Regions from separate parts of the Sus scrofa genome. Here region 1 is linked to region 2. Evidence: chromatin contacts called from public Hi-C data. All regions are on one chromosome and are shown on one strand. The core of a region is the stretch at or near the end of the contact, and the rest is flanking DNA. Distances in the headings are between cores, read along the strand shown.

Evidence for each region. Hi-C and Micro-C count contacts between places; a contact is called where the count stands out from the background.
Region 1: a contact with region 2 is called in a Hi-C map of liver, with 5 times the contacts expected there. The contact joins two enhancer-like sites. A contact is called at or near these places in 3 of 47 Hi-C or Micro-C datasets (embryonic fibroblasts and liver).

Annotation. Positions count from the first base shown.
Region 1 is chr13:182,474,659-182,478,446 of Sscrofa11.1, forward strand. The region is part of intron 2 of CHODL (chondrolectin); the gene reads left to right. Among named protein-coding and RNA genes, the nearest start is that of CHODL, 67 kb to the left of the region's middle. Within about 2 kb of position 1,338, at least 4 of the 83 cell types and tissues checked have an H3K27ac peak or open chromatin away from gene starts, as enhancers often do. A contact at or near this core is called in liver, where this site is marked.
Region 2 is chr13:182,244,105-182,247,876 of Sscrofa11.1, forward strand. No RefSeq gene overlaps it. Among named protein-coding and RNA genes, the nearest start is that of BTG3, 18 kb to the left of the region's middle. Within about 2 kb of position 1,282, at least 2 of the 83 cell types and tissues checked have an H3K27ac peak or open chromatin away from gene starts, as enhancers often do. A contact at or near this core is called in liver, where this site is marked.

The DNA.
Region 1 (3,788 bases), core at 88-2,587, 230 kb after region 2:
GGCATAAAGCTATAGATGTATAGTTACAAATCAAGGAACCTCAACGTAAGAACAAATGCTAGCCTCTAGAAGCCCCTTCCTGAGTATAGAGCTCTCCTCCACTCTATAGAAGTTATTTTCATGATAAATCATTTTATTACTGTTTTTCGTTTTCATTTGCTTTTAACACCCACATTTATATACACCATATATATCTATATATATATAATATAAATATGTATTTACTACATGGCATGCATGTAGTTTATTTATATATATGGTTTATAATAAACTATATGGGGTATGTGTGCATATGTAAGTGTGTGTGTGTATATGTACATACATATATATATATAAATTTAATCAGTACTCTTGTTAGAGACTATATCTGTGAGATTTGTGAACTCCTCAAGATTAGCCAGCCTTACTCATCTTTATATATTTAGTTGCTAGCACAGACACTTACAGTTAATAAGCTTGTACTAGCATGCAGTAAATCTGTGTCAATTGCAAAAACATTACTAAACTGTTACATAGAGTCAGGAGACTGGAAGAGGGAGTTTTTCTCTTCTTTCCTGGCAAGGACTCAGCCAATGAAAACCATGGATTATTTGTTTACTCCAGCCCTCCCAACTTTCTTTCTCCCTCTTTAAATTTCCCGTGCCATGTGGGGACTTGCATGTGGCTCACCATGGTTGTAGACCTGGAATTGCAATTCTTTTGCTGATCTGGAATAAACCCATCTTTGCTGAAGAAAAATCTGGCAGTCTGTTTCACGTCAACATGAGCAAGGAAATTATAAATTCTTAAATAAGAGATCATTATTTCATTTATCTTTTGGAGATTATTTTGATTATGAGGTGAAATAATATGTATTAAGATATAAAAAACTTTTTCCTTTAAAATTTTCTAAACCCAGTTTCCTCCATTTCAACTGTTAGGTATTCTGCCTACCTTGCTGTAGGGAAGGGTCAACACGGATAAATCAGATTACAAAAGAAGTCAATTCTTGGCTAATCTGTTTCTATTTCCAGGAATCAATGGATGTGGAAGATTAGATAAAAGGTTGTTTTTTTCTTCTCCAGATTCTCTGGGCCAAAGACTAAAGAAAGTGAAAAGGCAAACAGGAGATTAGATATGAGGCTGTCACTGAAAACAGGGGTCTAGCACTTGTTTTTTGCCTTCCTCAACTCTAGCATGGGAGAAATCTTGGATAGGCTGAAGGGCTCTGAAATCTGCACCACAGTATGCTGGGTCTGCCTTGCCCAGGCTTCTGAGAGCCAGTGGTCACCTTTGTAGGAGCTCTGTGAGCTTGTTGGTATCACACAGCTCACTTGAAATCAGCCCTGGCAGATTCCTCTCTGGAACTTGGCAAATGCTCTTCCACCCCACGCCGGAGAGCTGGTGGTTAAACATTTATCAGCACCCTCTGGACCTGAGCCTCCGTGGGAAAGGAGATGGACTACCAAGGACTGGGCATCTTTGAAATTACACATCAGGGGTAAAACCTGTGGTGTGATGTGTCCAGGAAGATGGGCTCAGTCAACCTCCCAGGGCTCCTGCTGGTCTCGGTGTGCCATGGGGAGGGGTACAGCAATTTCTCTGTGTGCAAGGGCAGAAGTGGTAATGTATCTCAGACAACCCTAACCACTGACCCAGAACCCAGAGTGATAGGGGATTGCAGATCATTGATTTCTGCGCAACTTGGAAGGGGCATGGAAGTGATTGAATAAGGGCCAGTTTTGAAGGGTCTTGCATTTACAGTCAAATGACCTGCCAGCAGCCTGAGTGGATCAACAACCTTGAATCAGAAAAGCAACACGCATCTCAAAGAAAACTGGTCTTAATAGATGACAGCCATTTACAAATGAAGAAAATGAGGCTTAAAATGATCACATGTCTGTCTGGCTGAAAACCTGTATGTGTGCTCAACTGTGCCAGACTGCCAGGTCTAGTGTCCTGAGGCCTCACGATCGGGTGCACTAATGTTCCTTTCCCTAGCTCGCCAGTGTGTTTTCTTTTTTTCTGAGGTCTAGAAAGATTGTGCAGCATTTCTAGTTCACAGGAGTGGTTTTATTTTTACTTGTTCTCATGAACATAGTATCTGATGAAATATTAAAATTATGTTTCTTAATGAACAACCATTCCAAAGAGAATGTCAACAGATAGTACTGGTGATGAAAATGAATAGAAAATGAGGAAGTAAAAGAAAAGAAAATCATTATTCTTAGGCAAAAAATGTAAGATTTATGAACAGATGACAGATCACATGACTGTTTATGAACTGGATCAGAACTCTCATTTGTAAGTATCAGAAACCCCACTCAGCAAGATCTTGAGCTGAACTGCAGGTGCTGCACAGATGGGCTGGGAACTGTAATGGTAGGAAGCACTGCAGATGCTGGGATATGAGGGCCACCTGAGCCAAGTCCAGAAAGGGGAGCAGGTTAAAGGCCAGGGCTGCAGGGCAAGAGTAAGGCTACAGAGAGAAGGCAAGATAAGTAACAAGGGTGTGAGGGGAAGAGAAATACACCAGGAAATGGGGCATTTTCCCTCTATGTCTTTGCCCCAGGTGGTATTTTCAGAAGTGGCTCCATCTCCTTTGTGGCTCCTGCTGTTTGATGATGTTTGCTGTGGTTCCAGGTTTTCCTGGGTGAGAAGATTTTTGAAATCCCACCCCGCCCCCCACCATATTTGTCTTCACCCTTTTGTCCTTTTCTCTCTTCAAGCAGATGTGCTGTTCTGTGCTCATTGATTGGATAAGAACATGGAAGGTGAAGGTTTGGTAAAATCTAATTGGTTTCCATTCTCTCCCTGGCTTTTCTTTTCTGAAATGCTAAGACCCCAAGAAAATAAAAACGGCGGAGCTGGGGATAAGAGCGGGGTAGATCTTCTTCAGGCAGATAGTGGCATTTCCAATTGATTTATAGACTCTGTGATTGCCTCTTTCTATCTTGCTTCTTAGGACGAGCCTTGGAGAGATGGTCAGATCCTATCTGTTTCTGTTTCTTGATGGGACTCTGACTTAAGTACTATGCTGCCCATTTTTGATCTCTATAAACTTAGACCCTAATAATACTTTGACCATTAAAGATATACATATATGGGGCCACTAAAAGAGCACTCAGCACAGCCATTCTCTGAAGGTTCCGTATTTTAGAAAAAATACGGCATCTTAGACTGTCACACCGATGTCCTGTATCCCAGTATGGTACTGATGTAGAAGAGGTGTTAACCCTCAGGAGTCTCCTAGTAGCAGCAGAGATTGTGTTGGACCTACATGGGCCCTGGAGACAGGGATGAGGCATATCTCAATGTTCCCTACCTGCACGAATCATCAGATGGAGGCAGTGGACATGCCAGTGTATACCGTTAGGCTCAGATGACACACAGGGTCAGATGATCTTTTTTTGATGCTTAGGTGCCACAGAATCCAAACACAACCTCAGGAAAAAGGGGTAGGAAGCCGAAGTTAGCTGAGATTAAGAAAAGGAGAATAGGGAAGTTCCCATCGTGGCTCAGTGGTAACGAACCCCACTGGTATCCATGGGGACGTGGGTTCAGTTCCTGGCCTTGCCCAGTGGGTTAGGGATCTGGTGTGGCAGTGAGCTGTAGTGTGGGCTGCAGATGCAGTTCGGATCCCACGTTCCTGTGGCTGTGGCAGGGGCTGGCAGCTATAGCTCTTATTTGACCCCTAGCCTGGGAACTCCCAAGTGATGTGGGTATGGTACTGAAAAGACCAAAAAAAAAAAAAAAAAAAAAGAAAAAAAAAGAAAAGAAAGAAAGAAAATGAAATAGTATGGAACTTC
Region 2 (3,772 bases), core at 32-2,531:
ACTTTTTTTTTCAAATTTATTATTAAGCATTTCGTATTTTGATGCCATTCTAAACAGTAACATTTAACTTCAGGAGTTCCCATTGTGGCTCAATGGTTAACAAACCCGACTAGTATCTGTAAGGACATAGGTTCGATCCCTGGCCTCACTCAGTGGGTTAAGGATCCAGTGTCGATGTGAGCTGTGGTATAGGTCACAGATGTGGCTTGGATCCTGCATTGCTGTGGCTATGGTGTAGGCCAGCGGCTACAGCTCTGATTTGACCCCTAGCCTGGGAACCTCCATATGCAAAGGGTGCAGCCCTAAAAAGACAAAAAAATTTTTTTTAATTTCGATATCTGATTGTTCATTGCTAATATATAGAAATGCAATTGTTTTTTTACATTGACTTTAAAACTTGCCATCTTACTAAATTCAGTTCTATTCTAGTAGCCTATTTGCAGATTCTATAGAATTTTTTATATAGATGATCTATTGTTTGTGAATAAACAGGGATTTGCTTCTTTCTTTCCGATCTGTTTGCTTTTATTTCTTTTCTTACCTTATTGTAGTGTTAGAACCTCCAGTGCAATGCTAAGTAGAAATGATGAGAGTGGACATCTTTGTCTTGTTCCCCATCTTAGGAAGGATGTGTTCAGTCTTTCACCATTTACACAGCACAGCTATAGGATTTGCATATGTGCCTCTTATCAGATTGAGGAAATTCCCTTCTCTTTTTCTGAAGTAATATGCAGACTGCAGAAGTAATTGTCAGATTGGCATGATTTTGAGTAATTAAAATATTACATCTCAATTATGTTCTTAAATTTCGATGTACATCATCCTTTCAGTAACACTTTCATGAGTAATAACAGCTGAGTCGTTACAACTCTTTTGGACAGAAAACTCAACCTACATTGGCTGAAGTAAAGAGGGATGTTATCTGATCACGTAACTGAAAGTCATAGGCACGGGGATGCCTGTTGCGGTCCTGTTTCTCTCCAGTCTCTCTTCTCTTCTTTCTTGCACCATTCTTAGACATCCTCTCTTCTTGAAATGTTAAACAGAGCTATAGCAGCCTCAGACTTCACATTTTCTCAACCTTAAGGCCACTAGAAAAGAGTGCCTGCCTCTGTCCAGAAGTTTGTATTCTTGTCCTGAGTTGGGTTGTTTGCCCATCCCTGAATGAATTGGCCTGGCTTGGGGATGTGGTGAGCTGATTGGCTCTGGCCTGTGTCCAGTGTACCACCTGGAGTTCAGTGGGGCCAGCGTCAACAAAACCATGTGGTCTGAGATTGGCAGAAGTACTTCTCTGAGGGGAAATTGGGTTGTGTTTACCAAACTTAGAGGGAGTGGATTATGAATAGCCAGAATCAATAACAGTCCAATGTACTAATATTTATTCAGCACACAGTATGTATGAGGTACCTTAAATCTCCTCATTTATTCCTCCTCAAAACAACCCTATAAACACAGTAACTGTTGCCATTCCAGTTTTCCAAAGGAGGAAACTGAGGGTTAGAGGTGTCACACAGACCCAAACTCATATGGCCCAGTTGTCTGACTTCAAAGGAAGGGCTTCAATGAAGCCTTTTGCCTGACTGCCTCTCAGCTAACTCATTGCTAAGGTAATATGTAATCTGCCCATGGTAAAAAATAAAAGAATACAACACAAGCCAAATCTAGCACGAGAACCCCAAAAGGAAAGAAATATATTTTTTAACTACTTAATGAATTTTATTACATTTATAGGTGGACAACAATCACAACAACCAAATTTTACAGCATTTCCATCCCAAACCCTCAGTGCATCCCCACTCCCCAACCTATCTCATTTGGAAACCATAAGTTTTTCAAAGGAAAGAAATAACTTTATAAATTATACTTGATACATTATGACTATAGAGAATATCTTTTAGTAATTTTTCTTTTTAATATACTTTATTTATTTTTGGCCACCCCATGGCATGTGGAAATTCTCAGGCTAGAGATCAAAACTGCACCACAGCAGTGACCCAAGCCCTACAGTGACAGGTCAGATCCTTAACCCACTGTACCACAAGGGAACTCCTATTTTTATCTTTTAAGCACCTTAGTTTTTTAGAGCAGTTTTAAGTTCACAGCAAAACTGAGTAGAAAGTACAGAGATTCCTTGTATGCTCCCAGCTCTCCCCAGCCTCACCCAGTATCAACATCTCCACAAAAGTGGTGGTACTTTGTGACTATTAATGACACATCATTATACCCAAAGGTCCTGATGAACCTTAGGGTTCACTCATGGTGTTGTCCATTCTATGGGTTTTGGCAAGTGTATCCATCATTACAGTGTTAGAAAGAATAGTCACAGTGCCCTAAAAACCCCAGGCAGAGGAAATCATTCCAGGACCAAATACCAAAAGCTGCAGATACTCAAGTCCTTGCCTGAGTATTTGCAAATAATAGTTTTTTCCTCCTTATGTTTTAAATCATCTCTAGGTTACTTATGTTACTAATATAATAAAAATGCCATGTAAATATTTGCTGGCACAGAGCAAATTTAAGTTTTGTTTTTTGGAATTTTCTGGAATTTTCTTTAAAGTTTTTTTTTTTTTTTTTTTTTTTTCCTTTTTGCAGCCACACCTGTGGCATATGGAAGTTCTGGAGCTAGGGGTCAAATCAGAGCTACAGCTACCAGCCTACACCACAGCCATAGCACATGGGATCGAAGCCGTGTTTGCAACCTATACCACAGGTTCTGGCAACACTGGATCCTTAAGCCACTGAGCGAGGCCAGGAATCAAACCCACATTCTGACAGATACTATATCGGGTTCTGAGCCCTCTAAGCCACAATGGGAACTCCTTCAAGTATTTTTGATCCATGGTTGGTTGAGTCTGTGTATGTGTATCCCATGGATATGGAAGCCTAGTTATATTGTCCCCAAACCTGGAAAAAATTAAGCATCTGATTTCCTAATCAAGCTATAGAGAGGTGTAATAAAACTGTTGGACAAAACCACATATCAGGAGTTCCCGTCATGGCACAGTGGAAATGAATCCAATGAGGAACCATGAGGTTGTGGATATGATCCCTGGCCTCATTTGGTGAGTTAAGGATCTGGCGTTGCCGTGAGCTGTGGTGTAGGTTGTAGACATGGCTCGGATCTGGCGGATCTGGCGTTGCTGTGGCTGTGGCTTAGGCTGGCAGCTGTAGCTACGATTAGACCTCTAGCTAGGGAACCTCCATATGCCTCGGGTGCGGCCCTAAAAACGAAACAAAACACCCCTCCCAACCCCCCGCAACACACACACATACCAAAGTGCCATTCTTGGACTGATGGCAATCCTGAGGGTATAGTTAGTAATTGTTCACAGTTACATTTATCAAATGTTTATTGACTCTCCCTAAAGCTGTGTTAGTGCTATACTTTAATTAATGCATTGTATGGAACAACATCTTTATGTGTCTGAGGCAAAGTCCTGTCTTTAACATGGTGCCTCAACTTAGGAGACACTCAAGAATGAAAGCTCTGTTGTGAACCCCAGAGAGAACACACAGATCAGTAAGAAATGCCTCAGCTCTTATGCAGATTCCTGTAGTCTAACAAGGGAAAGGTGGCTACACAGTTGTATCTAATCTAAGAAAGCAGAGGTGAGTGCTGAAGAGGGAATCCTCAACACTGAGTTCTACGGCAGTGATTTAGGCAAGGAAAGGGCTTCTTTTCTTCATGTTAACAAGCGGCATCAAGGAGAGAAATTTGCTCTTCTATTTCAGTAAGCCTTCAAGGACATTGGCTGCTTCTAACTTCCAGCTG